2 separate regions of the Sus scrofa genome follow, and region 2 is linked to region 1. The links are chromatin contacts, called in public Hi-C maps. All regions are on one chromosome and are shown on one strand. Each heading gives the region's core, a stretch centred on a gene start, on an enhancer-like site or on the middle of the called end of the contact. The rest is flanking DNA. Distances are from core to core; before and after follow the strand shown.

The links. A called contact is a pair of places that touch in the nucleus more often than the background predicts.
Region 2: a contact with region 1 is called in a Hi-C map of skeletal muscle, with 4 times the contacts expected there. The contact joins two enhancer-like sites. A contact is called at or near these places in 2 of 47 Hi-C or Micro-C datasets (both in skeletal muscle) and 1 of 2 datasets of contacts at active chromatin or transcription factors (skeletal muscle).

Annotation. Positions count from the first base shown.
Region 1 is chr2:127,413,031-127,417,892 of Sscrofa11.1, forward strand. No RefSeq gene overlaps it. Among named protein-coding and RNA genes, the nearest start is that of CSNK1G3, 400 kb to the left of the region's middle. Within about 2 kb of position 2,276, at least 10 of the 83 cell types and tissues checked have an H3K27ac peak or open chromatin away from gene starts, as enhancers often do. A contact at or near this core is called in skeletal muscle, where this site is marked.
Region 2 is chr2:127,602,479-127,607,340 of Sscrofa11.1, forward strand. No RefSeq gene overlaps it. Among named protein-coding and RNA genes, the nearest start is that of ZNF608, 550 kb to the right of the region's middle. Within about 2 kb of position 1,908, at least 2 of the 83 cell types and tissues checked have an H3K27ac peak or open chromatin away from gene starts, as enhancers often do. A contact at or near this core is called in skeletal muscle, where this site is marked.

The DNA.
Region 1 (4,862 bases), core at 1,026-3,525:
ATGAACAGAAGTCCAAGACCAGATGGCTTCATGGTGAATTCTACAAAACATTCCAAGAATTAATACTATTCTTTCTCTAACTCTTCCATTAATAGAAGAGGAGGGAACACTTCAAACGCATTTTATAAGGCCAGGACACTGCAAGAAAAGAAAATTACAGGCCAATGCCACAAGTGAACATAGATGTAAAACCATCAACAAAATGTTAGGAAGCCAAATTCAACAATGCATTGAAATGATCATACACTATGATCAAGTGGTACTTATTCCAAGGATGCAAGGATGGTTGACCATCTCCAAATCAACATGCTATATGACATGAACAGATAAAACTCATCTGATCATCTCACAGTACATGCAGAAAAAGCATATGATAAAATTCAACATCCATTTATGATAAAAATAACTCTCAAGACAGTGGGTATATAGAAAACATACCTCAACATAAGTAAGGAAAGGTATATCTGACAATCTGAGAGCTAACACAATACCCAAATGGTGAAAAGTTGAAAGCTTTCTAAGATCAGGAACAAGACAAAAACATCCACTCTAACCACTTTTATCCAACACAGTATTGGAAGTCCTAGTCAAAGCAATTAAGCAAGAAAAATAAATTAATTGCATCCAAATTGGCACAGAAGACTAAAACTGTCATTCCTTGTAGATGACATGACATTATATATAGACATCCTTAAGACTTCACTAAAAACTTAAAACTAAAAAATTCAGTAAAAATGCAGAATATAAAATCAATATACATAAATCTGTTGTGTTTCTATACACTAAAACAAACTATCAGAGAAATTAAGAAAATAATTCCATTTATAATTGCATTAAAAATAACTCCTGGTAGATACAGGAGTTATTTTTATTATTGCTATTTTACAGTTTCTGAAACCAAAAAAAAAAAAAAGTGCCAAGTCCAAGATATAAAACAAAAAATCCTAAACAAAAAGAAATTAGTAAGTGGTGAATCCATGATTCAATTCAGATATTCTGATTCCAAGAGTATAAGACCATACAAGGGGCCAAAATTCCATGATTCTCATTTACTTACAAAAGCATTATATTTTAAAAGTTACTTTTCTATCTTAAGGGAGGAAAAGCACAACTTACTTATGAGTAAGATTTAGCCTTTAACAAGTTTACACAATTTTGTGAAATATAAAAATAACACTGACAGTTGGGGTTACATGGGATATTAAGAATGGCAGTGGGAACCATGGAGAATTTTGGTAGATTTTCTGCTCAAATGCTCTGCAATGTGTTTATGAGGCTTTTTGCATTTTCACTTTGTCGCAATCTATACCACAGGATAATTATTCTTCAGTAGTCTTCAGGAATATTTTACCAGTGAATCCTGCCAATATTCTGATGACAGAGATTACATTTACAAAGTCAAATAAAAACAAAGTATAGATGTACAGTAACTCTCTGGTAGGTGGAATTTAGAAACTGCCGTCTTAGTACGTTGCCCTGATTCCAGTCATGGAAAAGGAAGCATGTTCAGTTGAAACTGCTGCTGAAACTGTGAATTCCTCACAAGAGTGTTCACTGCAGAACCAGAGTAAAGGGATCAGAATCCATCATTTCAGGGCTCAGTGGGAAGCTCTGCAGGCTACAGATTTTGTGTCACAGTCTTTTTCTAACTCCCTTCATTCCTGAGCTTTGGGAAAGATCGTTGGATTACTTACAAGTGGTTATTTGACTCTTTAAGGCCAGCAGAAAAAGATGAAATTTATGGTAATTTTTCTTCCAGTAAAATTAAGTACCTGATTTATTAAGTAAGAGGTAATTTAATATGCATATTTAAACAACGGATCATTAGCACTTCATTTTTTAAGATCTTTCACAACAGGGCAGGGCTGACAGATGATTTTTTTGCTCCTTGTTTTTAAATGACTTTATGGTCATTCTTTATTTCTCTTGAAGTCATCTGGAATCCAGGCACTTCTGACCCCTGGTCTTTTTCCTTCACCACAGAAACTTGGTTTGCCACATCAGAAGTGTTATATAGCTCATTTGCACTGCAAAAAGATCCAAGGAACCGGTGAATTGTAGCTGCTTTTAAAAAAAAGAGTTGAAAAAAATCAATAATAAATTATCTTCCTATACAGCAGTTTAGGTTCTTTGCACGTCCCCTCTGACATGTAGATGTAGTTATAAATTGATTTAGTTGGGGACCATAAAGAATCTCACTTGCTCTGGACTGCCTGGTGAAGGTGCATTAGCGAAATAAAAATAACCCACCTTGTCAGAGGGCCTTTCTAGGAGCTGCCGAACCCAGCAAGTTATTTTTATAGTTTAATGAGCTAGGCCCTGGCTTCCACAGGGAGACACAGCAAGTGGAGTGCTTCATAATTTACTGCTGTAAAATGATCTGGATTCATGTTGTCTATAAAACATGAAAAACATTCTTCATTCCTTACCAATTAGATCATAGTTACAACTCACAGTTCCTTTGAGCTTAAAAGAAAAAATTTAACTGCTAGACATAAATGAATGCTGTGGTTAAATTAAACCCTTCAACAGCCCAAACAGGCTTGAAAGAAATGCCTTCTGGATGTTATTAACACGCATATTTAAGTGCTATTTTTAAATTTTAACTGCAAGCCATAGCAAGCCAAATGTTTAGAATAGCTATTTTGGCATCACAGCATTACTTTTCACATTTTTTTTCCATCTTTAATAATTCTTTCCAATAATTCTTTCACCTTTTATTATATTAAACTTTTTTTGTGGAGATAGGAAACTTGTTTTATGAAAATAACTCTTTCAGGAAAAAACAAACAATGGCAATGGAGTAGTGTAATAGAAAGTTCTGTACATTTATTATGTCAACAGGATAATGTTTCATTTTCTATGAGTATTCTAACATTGCTGAGAAATGACAATTTCAGTTCAACTTTTTAAAGGTTTCTTTAGAATTATTTAAAAATATATTATTTGTAGAAAACTTGAAACATAACTATGAGGAAGACAATAAAAACCACCCTTACCAAAGAAAAATTTTGATGTAAAGCTCTTACATGCGCGTGTGTTTGTGTACACAGCTGACTTTTGAAATATGAAGTGGTTAGGTTTTATAACCCTCTGCACATTCAAAAATATAAGTCTAAACCCACACTGAGCCCTCCCTATGCGTGGTTCCACATCTGCAGTGGATTCAGCCCACCTCAGATCATGTAATACTGCGGTACTCTTGAAAAAAAAAAATCCACATATAATGGACGTTCATGGTTCAAAGCTGTGTTGTTCAAGGCTCAACTTTTTATGTGAATTTATATGTGTAAATGTGTGTGTGAGAGAGAGTTTTGGTTTCTGTATTGTCTATGTCATAAAAATAAAGATTTTCTTATGTCATTAGATATTTTTTGAACACATGATATGCTAGTTTGCCAAGGCTGCCATAACCAAAAATCCCAGACTGAATTGTTTATAAAACGGCAATTTATTTTCTGGAAGCTGAAAGTCCAAGATCAGGTTTGGTTTCTCCTGAGGCCTCTCTCTTGATTGGCACATGGCAGCTTTCAGTCTGTATCCGAACATGTCCTTTTCTCTTTAAGTGAATATTATTCTCTTTAAGTGCATATTATCTTTCTTTTCTGATAAGGACACCAGTTTTATTTTGACTAGGACCCCACCTTTGCAATTTCATTTAACCTTAAATTATCTCTGTAAAGGCACTATCTCTAAATACAGTCACCTTGGAGGTTAGGGCTTCAACATATTACATTTTGTGAGTGACATAATTCAGTCCATAAAACATAACTTTAAAAGTGCACATGGTACAGAAAAGAAAATCATGGACTTGCAGAATAGACTTGTGGTTGCCAAGGGGGAGGAGGAGGCAGTGGAGTGGTTGGGGAGCTTGGGGTTAATAAATACAAACCATTGCCTTTGGAATGGATTAGCAATGAGATGCTGCTGTGTAGCAATGGGAACTACGTCTAGGCACTTATGATGGAGCATGATAATGTGCGAAAAGAGAATGTGTACGTGTATGTGTCACTGGGTCACCATGCTGTACAGTAGACAAAAAAGAAAATGTATTGGGGAAATAACTATTAAAAAAAAAGTGCACGTGGTATTTTGCCTTACACATGCCTTTTATCTTCCTAATTCTCCTAGTTTTAGACCATTAGAATTTTTGACAGATTCTGCTATTAATCATAGTACTGTTATCTGCATTTTATATATGCAGAATACACTTCTGTATTTTTATCTACATCTTTGATAATTTCTTTAGTATATGTGCTACTGAAACAAGCAGTCAGATAATTTAACATACATTACTAGAAGTGAAATTACTAGATCAGAAAATCAACATTTTAAGTCTATCCTTAAGATATATATATCTTATTCTAGAAACATTATGGTTCTTGCATTTATGTATAGGCCTGTAATTCATCTGTTATTATTTTGATATGAAGTGAGGTAGGAATAGTGATTCATGTTTTCCCATAACTATTTCCAACTGTTATTTGCAGCATTTGTTTAAGAGTTTAACTTGGTGATTTAGTTGGGAAAAAAGTCAATTGATTGTTAAAAAAAATAGACCTATACGTGTACATTTTAAAAGTTTTACTGACATATTGTTGACTTATAAGGTTGTGACAATTTCTGCTGTACAACAAAATTATTCAGCCAAATATATACACATATCCATTCTCTTTCAGATTCTTTTCCCACATACATTAGTACAGAACATTGGGTAGAGTTCTCTGTGCTCTAATGCAGGTCCCTGTTGGCCAATCATTCCATATACCTTAGTGTGCATATCCCAATCCCAAACCCCCAGTCCATCTGTCTCTCTCCCTTGACCTGACCCTTTGATAACCATAAGCTTTTCAAAGCCTTTG
Region 2 (4,862 bases), core at 658-3,157, 190 kb after region 1:
GGTAAATAAAAATATGGAGAAATACAAAAGGTTTTGTTTTTCCTCTTGAGTTTTCTAAAGTAGGCTTCATGGCTGATGCAAAAATCATGACACTGTCTGATGTGGCTCTAAATATATAGATCTCTCTTTCTCTCTCTTTCTCATTCTCTATCTAACCACCAAAAAAGCCAAACAAAGAGATGCACTCAAAAACATGAATAACTCCAAAAAATATTCTAAGAAATGTTTCAGTAACTCACAAAAATGCGGGTAAGAAGAGAAATGAAACAGAGCCAAGAAACAAAATATAAAGATGGCAGACCGAAGCCCTAACATATCAATAACTACATTAAATCTCAATGGTCTGAACACATTCGTTAAAAGACAGAGAATGGCAAATTAAATTTTTTTTTAAAAAAAAGCTTCCAGCTCTATGCTGTCTACAAGACACTCACTACAAATACAGTGACACAGTCAGGTTGGAAGTACAAAGACCGAAAAAATATAACACTAAGAAAAATAAAGTAAAAACGGATATATTAAGATTAAATAAAGTATACTTTGGTACAAAAAAATAAAATCACCAGCCCCCAAAAGGAACATTATGTAATGATGAAAGGGTCAATAGACTAAGAAGATGTAGCAATCTTAAATGTGTATGCAGCTACCAAGAGAGCTATGAAATATATGAAGCAAAACTGATAAAAGTGAAAGGAGAAATGGACAAATCCATAATGAATACTTCAACACCACTCTCCCAATAATTGACAGAGCAGCTACACAGAAAATCAGCAAGAATACAGAATTCAACAACACCAACCAGGATCAAATCAACATCTTAATAGAGCACTACACCTCACAAGGACAGATTGCACATGCTTTTCAAGTGTGTATGAAATAAACACATACCATGACAGACCATATCCCAGTCCATAAATGTAAAAGAAATGAAACTGTGTAGAGTGCATCCTCCAAATACCAGAGAATAAAACTGAAATCAATAACAAAATGATAACTTTAAAATCTTCAAACACTTAGAAACCAAACAATACACTTCTAGATAATTCCTAGGTCAAATAGGGGAAAAAAAAAAATCAAGAGAAATTTTCAAAACCTGAAAATAGGTAAATTATACTTTTTTCTTATCATTTAGATATTTGTAGTAGATAACTGTTTACACAAAAAATGAAAATAATGTAGTGGGGTTTATAACATGTAAAAGTATGACAAAAATAGCACAAAGGTCAGGACAAGAAAAATCAAAGTATACTATTTCATACAAGTTATATATACACCAACATAGATGAATCTCAAAATAATTATGCTGAATAAAAGAAATCACAAAATGGAATACATATTATATGATTCCATATATATAATCTTAGGAAATATCAACTAATGTGTAAAGACAGAAAACAGATTAATGATTGCCTGAGGATGAACAGAGAACAAGGAGCAAGTGGGAAGATTACAAAAGGGCACAAAGAAATTTATGGAAATGATAGATCTGCTCATTACTTTAATTGTGGCAGTAGTGTCACAGGCATACACATATCTTAAAACTTATAAACATATACACTTCAAATCTGTGCAGATTTTTATGTCAATTATTCTGCAATAAAAAATGTTTTAAGAGTATAAAAATGAAATACAGAAATCACCTGAGGTCACGTAATTTTACACTTTTCTATGTATTTGCTTACTCACATGCTGCTTTTAAATCTGAGCAATTATAGCTTTTGTTGACTTTAAAGTATTTCAGTATTTGCTTGCAGAGATATTTGTTTTTATACTTCCCTATAATTAGATTATAATCTATGTGGCTCCTCTAAGTATGTGGAAAGGCTGCAGACATGTATAATGGGCACAGCCAAGACAGAGTGTAAACAAACTAAATGCCGCCAGGGATCAACTTCAGCTGCACATTCTTTGGCTGTTATTTTTAGTAAAAGAAATTAATGTGAATATTGAAGTGTCTCTGTCTTTGAATGAGGATCTCCAATGTGGATGTGAAACTTTCATCCAGTGCCAAGTACCAAAGTGGGAACTGGCTTCCCAAAGTTGTTTTTACTTGTAAGATTTCAAGTAGATATATTTCCATGCTTGTTAACTATCAGCTTCTGGGCATCCAGCCATAATTTTAAGACAGCTGAGAAAAGTGATTCTTAAAGTGTGTTTCACAGCCTATTGGAAATTTTCAAAGGGCTTCCAGTTTGATTCATAACTGCACTGAAAGGACAAAACACAGGACACTGTGGGCACTTAAGTGTTTTTCTCAGTCGCAAATTTAGATCTGTGTTCCAAGCCACAAAAGTCAACGCTCTTCTCCTATAGGATTAACTAAATAAAAACTTAAATTATATATCAAGAGGCTGATTAATTATGAGTAGACACTTTTGCATTTTTTCCTCAAAGTGCTCTGCAAACCAACCAAACCAGAACCATCTAAGAGCATGATAAAAATTCAAGTGTAGACTTCTGCCTCCCACCTAAACCTACTGTAGTGAATACATGAGCGATCAGACCAGGAACCTACACATTTTAAAAACACCCTAATGATTCCCACATATACCAAGATTTGACTGCTAGAGTTTTTGCCATCTGGATCTCACACCCCGCCAGAGTAGTAAAATATATTTCATGACATTTAGAACATATTACTGCCTTGTTTAACTGTGGACTGCTCTGTTGGTGACAACTTCCTTTATTCTTCTGTTTATGTTAAAGTGAGCTACAAGCAGAATTATAAGATCAAATTCAAAGATGATCAAGAAAACCAAGAGACTTCTTAGAAGTGGTATGAGAGACAAATGAGGAAACATTCAGGTGTGCATGTGTCAGTTTTGAAGAATGAAAATATTACTTTTAGATGACAATAACAAAACTCACTTCTAGTGAACGAAATAACTATTGAAGACATTGCAATGGGAAAAATATAATAATTATAAGCCTGAAACCTCGTTTTGTCACTGAAATGATTATTTTCATAATGTAATGTTTATGTGAGAAATTCAGTAAAAAATTCTAACAGAATCAATGGTGACAGAAAAGTTTTCAAAGATTACTGAGCTTTTATGAACCTACAACTATCCAGGGAAGGGGATCAACATCAAAGAATCTGGCTACACCTGGCCAACCTTCTAGACATGCTTTCAATTTTCATACTCAGAGTTTCTCATTTGGAAGAAATTAAATTAGCACTGTAATAACCTAATGGGTATTTATAGTTGTAGGTTAATAACTGTAGGTCAAATAGAAATGTTTGGGCCCTTGGGCTAAGCAAGAGATGGTGTAGACACTAGGCCATGTAGACAAAGGCCAAGTTTAAAAAACAGCGGAGTTAAAATACACTGTTGTAAATGGAGCACGTCTTCATTCAGCGTAAGGAGAAAGCAGTTAAGATCACAGTGGTTCCTTTTGGTGTCAGAGTAGGTGCTCTTCCAACACCTCATTATCCGCTGACTAACCAACATACCACAGTCAGTGAGGGGAGAAGAGCTGGTGAGGGAATAATCCTGGATTCGGAAGCTTGGACAACAGTATTCAGCTCAGGTCTCAATTTAGAGACTCCAACGCTAGCCACTCCTCTGGTGCTAACAACTAAACTATAAGTCTGAATTACTGACTCATGTTTGCAAGGAATGGCAAGGCAAGGCTTGTAGGAGAGCAAAGCCTAGACTGTGAGATAAGAATGCCAGGTTGCTTCTGTGCAGTATTTCCTAAGTGTTTTCCTTCCATTTTGTATATCAGAAGAGAAGGCTTAGAGACATTGGTGAGCCAGGTAAAAGAGTGTCCTCACTGTGATTTAAAGAAGTCACAGAGGGAGTTCCCATCATCGCTCAGTAGTAACAAACCCAAGCTGTGTCCATAAGGACACAGGTTCAATCCCAGGCCTCACTCAGTGGGTTAAGGATCCAGCATCGCTGTGAGCTGTGGTATAGGTGGCAGATGCAGCTTGGATCCCGTGATGCTGTGGCTGTGGTGTAGGCCAGCAGCTATAGCTCTGATTGGACTCCTAGCCTGGGAACTTCCATATGCTGCAGGTGCAGCCCTAAAAAACAAAAAGGCCAAAAAAAAAATTAAAATTAGAAAATAAAGAAGTCACAGAAAGAAGCCAAACAGTAGATGTTGTAAGGTCATACAAATGAAAATTGTTTGTATGTGAGCCTCCTACAATAGTCCAGGCTCTTACTAATCTATACACTATCTGCCCCTCTATCTCTAGAAGATCTTTGGAGTTCAAATGAAAAGATGTCATATTCATGAGATGTCTTCACCACCAGCTTTTTCATGTCCAAATCTATGTCTATCCCAAATGCAGCTACTTTCCTGAAGCCATACTTCATTCATGCAATCAGAAAAAATACTCTGTCTTTGCTTTATTCCTAACAGCCCTCTCACCTCTTTTATAGCATATGCACATTTCATGACTAAGGTTTTGCCTGTCTCTCCCCGTTGATTAAACCCCTAATGATAAGATTCATATTTTGTATCATGCAATGCCACAGCCACAGCCAGGCCAGATCTGACTTGAGTCTACACCACAGCTCACATCAACACCAGATCCTTAGCAAACTGAGGCCAAGGGATTGAACTCATGTCCTCATGGATACTAGTTAGGTTCATTACCACTGAGACACAATGGCAACTCCAGAACAGGCATTTCATGAAGTTCAGTCAACTGAATTTAAAAGTTATAAAAGTTATCACAGAATTTTCAGAGTAAATACAGTTAGCCAGATAAATTGGTGTACATTTTGTCTAATTTTTTAAACACATAGAAATATTCCCCTGAGTAGGTAGGAGAGTTAACTCAGTTTCAGCATGGATCTAACTGGATTGGAAGTTCAGCTAAGTGCTGACTACATAGTGCCCTTGATGTA